Regions from separate parts of the Arabidopsis thaliana genome. Here all the other regions are linked to region 2. The links are chromatin contacts, called in public targeted proximity ligation maps. All regions are on one chromosome and are shown on one strand. The core of a region is the stretch at or near the end of the contact, and the rest is flanking DNA. Distances in the headings are between cores, read along the strand shown. Region 1 holds the start of AT1G50120 (immunoglobulin). Region 2 holds the start of CLPR1 (CLP protease proteolytic subunit 1). Region 3 holds the start of QWRF2 (QWRF motif protein (DUF566)).

The links.
Region 1: a targeted proximity ligation map of shoot shows a contact between it and region 2, with 10 read pairs. A contact is called at or near these places in 3 of 26 Hi-C or Micro-C datasets (root, seed embryo and shoot) and 1 of 2 datasets of targeted methods (shoot).
Region 3: a contact with region 2 is called in a targeted proximity ligation map of shoot, with 11 read pairs.

The regions. Positions count from the first base shown.
Region 1 is chr1:18,560,394-18,563,346 of TAIR10.1, forward strand. It overlaps AT1G50120 (immunoglobulin), which reads left to right and starts at 1,335. Exons shown (of 12, transcript NM_103898.5): 1 at 1,335-2,203; 2 at 2,352-2,429; 3 at 2,585-2,742. The coding sequence starts at 1,909.
Region 2 is chr1:18,503,246-18,506,061 of TAIR10.1, forward strand. It overlaps CLPR1 (CLP protease proteolytic subunit 1), which reads right to left and starts at 1,409. Exons shown (of 9, transcript NM_103884.4): 1 at 983-1,409; 2 at 343-458; 3 at 1-208. The coding sequence starts at 1,217. AT1G49975 (photosystem I reaction center subunit N) reads left to right here and starts at 1,512. Exons shown (of 3, transcript NM_103885.4): 1 at 1,512-1,807; 2 at 1,902-1,948; 3 at 2,052-2,816. The coding sequence starts at 1,600. The coding sequence ends at 2,186.
Region 3 is chr1:18,468,676-18,471,513 of TAIR10.1, forward strand. QWRF2 (QWRF motif protein (DUF566)) reads left to right here and starts at 1,371. Exons shown (of 6, transcript NM_103876.3): 1 at 1,371-2,838. The coding sequence starts at 1,607.

The DNA of each region.
Region 1 (2,953 bases), core at 85-2,584, 57 kb after region 2:
TTGTAGAATCTTCAACTATTTTTCTTTTTATACGAAGGTTGATGGGATGGCTAAAGACTTTTTTTATTAAGCTAAAGTGGCCGTTCTTTGTTGAGAAAAGGTGTCTTTAATTCATTAGTACCAATACATTGCACCGAGACTCCGAATGGAGAGTAAACCATATAGTGCAATGCAGTTTCATAGTACCGAAAACATTTACATATTATTGATACCGATACATTGTACTATTTTTTTTTTCTTTATAATCAGGATAATCAGAACCTTTACAACCGGACTATTTTTTTCCAAAATGATAAATTTTTAGTTTTTATTTCATTTTTAATAATAAAATATATCTATTACTAAAAATTAAAATATAAAAAAGAAGTTACAAAATTTATCGGGTGAAAATGGAGTAAGATTCAAGTTGCAATGAATTGTTGGGCAATCACTCACTTTGTTAAATTCAATGGTTCACCAATTAATCCGACGACAAAGTTCAGAGATTTAGTTCCAGTTGATTCGCTTTTTTACTACAGTCACATTTATGCCAACAAAGCTCAAGTCAACAACATGTTTGCTACCACGATAAATATGTTTTGCTTTCCCTTTATCATTTTTTTTTTTGTTTGTTTTAGATTCTAAACAAGCTTCGTAACTGATATGATTTGTCTTCCATGGACTACTCATGAGCAAAAAATCGTTTTGAGTAATCTTGATAGAATCCTAAGGAGTATTGTTGCCTAGTTTTGCATTTGTTACTGATTCAGAAGAGGTGGCCATAAATAATGAACTAGCTCTTACCAAAGCAATCCGTGATGTAAATGACCAAATTTTATGGATTTTATATGATTTGGTTTCGTGTGATTATAGATAAACTAACTCGCAAAATTAGACAACTTCAAACTATATTGTTCAATTACAGTTTCAATGTTTTGCAAAAGACAATAGGAACAACATTTTGCTAAGAATCAAGACACCTAGATAGTTTTATGTTCATGTAAAAGACAATCAGTGAATGCAAGTAAATACTTAAGATAGAAAGACAAAAAGTCTAGCCTACTTTAAAATCCATGATACATAATCCAAAACACACTAAATTGAATGTTTAAGGAACTACTACTGTATAGTATTTCTAATTAGCCGAGTACACATTTTTAAGATGTCGAAAAGATGCTAAAATTGAATATGAAAATATAATTACTTCTTTGTAAATTAGGTGTTTTTTAACGAATCATCATATGTACAAAAATATGATGAGCCAATGATTTATTGAATTAGATACATGTAGAAAGGATTTGTATGATCCTAAAGAACTTCGAAACGAACTAATCAAATGGATCAAAAATATGATTGCAGAATATAAGAAATGTTGGGCTCATGTTGGGCTGAAATAAGACGTAGAGATTAAGTTAAGCTAAGCTTTCTAAAGTAATTGTAAGCTTCTCCTGCAGAGGAGAATAGAAGTCATCAAACAAGGATCTCAGAAAATTGCTTATCTCCCTAATTTCTTCATCTCCCTCTAAACTCTCTTCCAGAATCCTTGCTCAATTCTCTTCATTTGTGATCTCGGCTCTCTTATCACGAAGACTTCTCCCGGCGGCACCGTCTTCACATTTCTGCTCGTCATTCTCAAGGAACCAAGGTAGAAGCTCACTCTCTGTGAACGAAACATTTGCCTTTTGTTCGGAACGAAATCTCACAAATTGGTTCTATGATCTGCGCGATTCGCGTCGTCTTCTCTCTGGATCTGAAGTAATTGATTGCCATTCGTTAGCTACTGTCTGCCAATTTTTTATGTTTGTCCTCTCTCTGGAACCCTTGAATGATTCAACTCCATCCAAGTCTCGTCGTCCTTGTAATTAGCACCATTGAAGCGATTCATGGAAGGCATTGTTGTATTGGTTAAGAAACACAGCCATTGAAGCGATGCTATCATCAAGGTTTTCCTTTTTGGGGATCGGCAGTTCCAGTGAAGTCAATGACTCCGTGGGTGTTTCTGGAAGCAAGATCAAACCATCTCTAAGTGTTCAAACGGATAAAGATGTGTATAGGCCTGGAGATTCCATTTTTGTAACTATTGAGGTTGCTAATTCTCATGACAACGCCTCTAATCCCTCCATTTTGGTTGAAAAGCTTAGTTTTGAGGTTAAAGGTCTAGAGAAATTGGACATTCAGTGGTTTTCTACTCAAAAACCTTCACCAGGAAGCAAAGGACGAAGAGGTATTTTAACAAGCTTTTTACTGCAACTGTTATATATCTTCTGTCAGCCTTTCATGTTTCTTCCAACACGTCATGCTCACTTTACCATCTACTTGTAATTTTCTATTGATGTGCGTTAACCATATATATATCTCTTGGAGATTTTCAGGTGAACACATCTTCCTAGACAGTTCAACACCATCTTTGATTTCAAATCAAATCCTATCCCCTGGTGCTAAGATGACATGTAATCTTGCCTAACTCCTTCTCTAATACTGTATGAACAAAGAACAATAATAACGTACACTTGCTTGATGCCGACGGCACATATACTAACGGCTAGGCTTTACAATGTCAACCTTTAAGCTGACAGGCTTCTTTGTTTGTAATTTTCATCTACAGTAATGGTTCGAGCTATACTCCCACAGATTATACCACCTTCTTATAAAGGTGCTACTTTACGTTACCTTTACTACATTAAGAGCACATTATGCGGAAGATGGATGGCATTAGAAAACAGTCAATTTTACAAAGACTCAACACAAGATTTCATTGAAGTGGTTAGTTTACTTGACTTTCCGTGTTTTCTGTAGGTGTTATATGTGTAAAACATTGTGTTTCGGTTACTTTGGTTGCTTGAACGCAATTTGTTTTCTATTCACCGGTGTGGAAAATATATAAACTGGGATAAACACAAACAATGTAGCTCTGTTGTGTTGAAACACGTCTCATGGTTCTTACTATAGTGCTAAGTCAGGCTGTATCCTTGGT
Region 2 (2,816 bases), core at 159-2,658:
GCATGCCAAGGTAGCATATGCGAGCATCCAATAGCAAAGAAGGCAAATCTGGAGGAGCAGTTCTTGGTCTTTCAGATCCTCCGCCGCCACCTCCACCTCTGTACATCTGGACACTCATGCTATATCTTCTAGCATCTGCTGCATTCATACCGGACATACTCCATATTCCTCCATTGTTCAAATAGTTATTTCTAGACGAGATGCTTTCCTGAACAAAGAAGCATGCCAAAAGACGAGATAAGAATCATATAGTAGAGAAGCAAATTTGTTCTCCTCTTAGCTGTTTCCAGATTCTGGACCTGTAAATGCACAGATAAGAAGGCTTAGAAGAGAAAAACTAACCTCTGTAACTTTTTCCGCTTGCCTACGGACAGGGCTATCTTCTGTCATGAACATATCCATTTGAGCTGAATTAAGCCCGTAAAAATATTGTGGTACGTTCTTGAAGTTCTGCATCACTATAACAAAGGCGAGGAATATAGTATGTCAGATCAAATAGTATTTAGAGAATTAAAGGAAACACGTTCTTCAAATTTAACCGCTTATTTGGCGAATTTTGTTCTTTCAAGCTTAAATTTAGTTCCAATTAAGAATTGTAGCAATCAAACTAATATATTTCGCCATTCCATTATACAGCGACAACTTATCAAGAACAAAAGACTGTTACTTTACTGAAATTAGTATGTCTGAAACTAACTCCAGGTTAAAACTTTAGTGAAGGCAAAAGCCCACATTAATTTGCTACTTAGACTCAGATGATAAACAACATAGACGTACTGCAAACGGAATTAAACCCCCAAAGAAACAAGCTTTGCTACACTTAGTATGATTGCAGATAAATGGGTCGCTAAGGCCTATCAGGTACTTGGTTTAAGCTAAACAAAGGTCAAATACATAGCTTTGTGACTCAATTCAACACCAAATAGAATCAAAGAACAAATCTATCAGAAGGTGAAAAAAAAAGATGAGAGAAAATGAAAACCTCCGTCTTTGAGATTGTCTCCACGAAATTGTTTAGGGATATGGTCAAAGCTCATATCTTTAGCAGAAGCAAAGCAGTGTGATCTTCTTGTGCGTCTAGGAACAGTAGAGCAAGGCATGTTCGATGAAAAGAGCTTAGATCCCGACATGAACGGCGATTTGGGTAACACAAACTTGGAACAGACAGCTTCATGGTTGAGTTGTGAAGTAAGAGGAGAAACCAGAGCAGTCGCCATCTTCGATTTAGCAACCGAAGAAGAAGAAAAGAAGAAGATGATGATGACTAAAAAAGAACGAAGCTTTTTGGGATTTTTTGAGGCGAAATTAGGGATTGCTTGTCATTTTTGCTATCGTCAGATGAAGAAGATGTAAGTACTGAGTACAGTCAAAATCCCGACCGAACCAGAATCGCTTTGAGAATATTTGTCTATTAAACCGGTTTTGTCTCTACAAATTTCTATCTGGGTTTGGAATCTATTTTTAATAGATTTGAGGGTTTGTTCTTGTAAATTACATAGTTAGGGACTCTTTGTTAATAAATAAAAAGATGTTTGTTTCTTCTCTGTAATGTAGATAAGAGACATAAAACAAGAATCTTATCTTCTGGTCAAGAGAGAGATGAGCTCCATAAGCCAAAGCATTCTCATGGCTTTAACAGTAACTGTTAACAAATATGCTTCTTCCAATGTTCAAGCTGTACGCAGAAACGATACCAAACGCCATTCTTTAACTGCTCCACCCGCTGATTTAGGACGCAGAAACATTCTCTTCTCCTCCACGTCTTTCATCGCCGCTGCTTTGACCAGCAGCGACCAGCTTCTCCAAAGTAATTAGAAATTCTTAGTTGTGTTTTTCTTCTTTACATTTAGAATGTTTCTTTTGCCTAAACTATGTCGTTCTTTGGGGAAGAATTGTTTCAGAGTATTTGAAGAAGACTGAGGAAAACAAAGCCAAGAATGATAAGGAGGTAAAGAGAATGACATTTATATACCATAACGCACATAGTTTATGTCTTTTGTAGGAAATTTTCTTATGATCTTTTTTTCGTTCATATTGGGAAAATGAAACAGAGATTGGACAGTTTTTACAAGAGGAATTATAAAGACTACTTTGAGTTTGTTGAAGGATCTATAAAGGGAAAGACAGAAGCAGAGCTCAGTGAATCTGAAAAACGGATTCTGGAATGGCTCAAAGCCAACAAATGATTATGATGAATTGATGATGATGATGATGATAAATTGATAATGATGATAAGTTTTTGTTTGTCTATGAAACTTTTTTTTAAAAAGGGCTGCTCAGTAATTTATATATCTTGCTCTGTATATGTTTTTGTTGAATCGGTTTTGCTTTTCTCAACAAACTTTATTTTCGAAAACGGAGTACCAGAATCCAAGCTCAATCTTGTGGATGCAATAACATAGTCAGGAGAGTGGAGTGGGGAAGTGAATTGAAGCTCATAGTGTCTCATGGGAGATAAATATTTCTAAAGAGCCTACCGTTTGTTTCCAGTCAATGGTGTGCTTAAAACCTCTCCACTCGTAGATAAGCTTGTCCACGGCGTTTCTGGTCGCTAAAGTTCTTGATTTTGTAGTATCCTTATGGTTTCCATGTGGACAGATGAGAATACAATGCCTTTCACTTGTGTGCGAATGTGCTTCTACTAGGTATCTTCTCAAGAAACTCCGCCTGTTTCCGTCACAAGATCAAACACACAAAAGCATTAGATGGTTTCGTGTGTCTCAAGTAAGCCTTCTTATGCGGTTTCTTGCTTCTCCAGTTAAGGCCAGCAATCTACCTTGAGCTTGATTTAGTGAGTCTAAACCTAACAAGAACAC
Region 3 (2,838 bases), core at 121-2,620, 35 kb before region 2:
ATCTAAATCACATGTACACATCAACATCGATTCAAATGCGTAAATATTACATGCTATTTATTTTCTTCTTTTTCTTATAAAGGAATTCAATTTATATTTGGGGTTAACTTATTAAATTTGAAACGTAAGAATTAGATAATACCGACGTAGTCTTTTAGCTTCCATGGTTCATATTTTAGAAATTAAGAACCAATTATGAATCGTTTACTTGTATCTCTTTTTATTTTATCTATGCTTATCGTTTGCTTATAGTTAGTATTTATTTGTGGGTTAAGATATAAATAATTAGGGGTGGTAACTTTGAAAGCCAAGGAATGGTATTAAGTAAAAGAGAGCCAAAAGTAATCCTCAATGACAATTCTAAGAAAAGTATCAATTTCAAGCACATGCAAATATTCAATCAACTTTCCAAAAAGCATAAAGATGAACCAAAATTTAAACGGTTTTTAATGATTAAATCAATATCAATATCGTGATATAAATTTCATAGCGACCAAATATATGTGATAAAATAAGAAACAATCTCGATCTGGTTAGTTATGTGTATTCATTTAAAACAATTATTAATGAATTTTATGTCATAGAAATCAACCACTATAACTCAATCCATAGATGAACGAGGAAAAATATCTCCACAAATTATTATTTTTGAATTATGTTAGTACTTAGCTAATGGCATAACAAATCACATATTCTGAAGCATTAAAACTTTTGAGTTAATATAATAATATGTTTAGTATACAATAGCATAAACTATATATTGACGTCATCTTAAATGTCAAAGTATTGATCTGAACTTCAACTTGAGATATTCCAGTTATATAAAATAAATGCAAAAAACTATCATAGTGGAAAATATAGATTTAATTTTGAATCAGATCTTTTAGTTATAAAAAAGGAAAATTTTAGCAAAAATTATTGAATTCATAAATACACTAATTTGACTATGAGCAATATATTCATACAATTAATTTATTGTTTCTCGGTATTCAATGAAACTGCAAAAATCATGGTAATTTGTTTATGAATTTCTTGTTAGTTTTGTTTATTAGGGCTTGAAACTTGAAAGAAAAAAAAAATCTATATAAAATGAACAAAAGAATATAGAAAGATCTTATCTTACTGTGGAAACTGGAAAGTAGAAAGGCAATAAACGAAATTAACTCCTGATCATCCATAATACATAAATTATAAAGAATAAAGAAGATTAAGAATAAACATCCAAAACCAAAACTAATTAATTAATATTAAACATATAGTTTAGGGCAAAATTCAAAGCTTTCAAAGTCGATGTAAAATTGTAAATCTCTGAAAAAGCAAAATAATAATAATAAACAATAGATATACTAAGAAACTTAAATCACATAAACAAAAAAGTTACTCAGGAAACCCCAAATCCACAAACCCCACTTGCAATTTCTCCCCACATCTCTCTCCCATCGCCCTCTCTCCTCTCTCTCGTCTTCTTCGGCTGTGAAGCAAATAAAGCAAATTCCTTTCTTCGATTTGTTCTGAAAGTTTTCAACTTTGGTGAGTTTGGAGAAGAAAGAAGACACAAATCTCTTTGAATGCAATGTGAAAAAAGGAATAGTTTTTTCCGACGAGAATGGTTGCTGCAGCGATTTCAACCACTGACCCAAGAAACCCACCTCGAGATCGACCTCAATCTCTTACCAACAATGGCGGACAAAGAAGACCCAGAGGCAAACAAGTTCCTTCTCGCTACTTATCTCCTTCTCCGTCTCACTCTGTCTCTTCCACCACCACTACCACTACCACTACTACCACCACCACCTCTTCTTCCTCCTCTTCTTCTTCCTCTGCAATACTCAGAACTAGTAAACGATACCCATCTCCTTCGCCTTTACTCTCTCGCTCCACGACGAATTCCGCTTCCAATTCGATCAAAACGCCGTCTTTGTTACCTAAACGGTCTCAATCAGTGGACCGTCGTCGACCCTCGGCGGTTTCGGTCACTGTAGGCACTGAAATGTCGGCGGCTACGAAGATGCTTATCACTTCCACTAGGAGTTTGTCTGTTTCGTTTCAAGGTGAAGCCTTTTCTCTTCCGATTAGTAAAAAGAAAGAGACTACTTCTACGCCGGTTTCTCACCGGAAATCTACTCCGGAGCGACGGAGATCGACGCCGGTTCGAGATCAGAGAGAGAACTCTAAGCCTGTGGACCAACAACGCTGGCCTGGAGCCTCACGGAGGGGGAATTCTGAATCTGTTGTGCCGAATTCGCTTTCTAGAAGCTTAGATTGTGGTAGTGATAGAGGAAAGCTTGGATCTGGGTTTGTTGGGAGGTCAATGTTGCATAATTCTATGATTGATGAGAGTCCTAGGGTTTCTGTTAATGGGAGATTGAGTTTAGATTTGGGAGGTAGGGATGAATATTTGGATATTGGAGATGATATCCAGAGAAGACCAAATAATGGTCTGACGTCTAGTGTTTCCTGTGACTTTACTGCTTCTGATACTGATAGTGTTTCTTCTGGTAGCACTAATGGTGTTCAAGAATGTGGCTCTGGTGTTAATGGTGAAATCTCTAAATCAAAGAGCTTGCCTCGTAATATTATGGCTTCTGCTAGGTTCTGGCAAGAGACTAATAGCCGGTTAAGGCGGTTGCAGGATCCAGGTTCGCCTTTATCCTCTAGCCCGGGTTTGAAAACCAGTAGTATATCTTCAAAGTTTGGTCTTTCGAAACGGTTTTCTAGCGATGCTGTTCCTTTATCATCTCCTCGTGGTATGGCTTCTCCTGTAAGAGGTTCTGCTATACGCTCTGCTTCACCAAGTAAGCTTTGGGCGACAACTACGTCATCTCCAGCTAGAGCTCT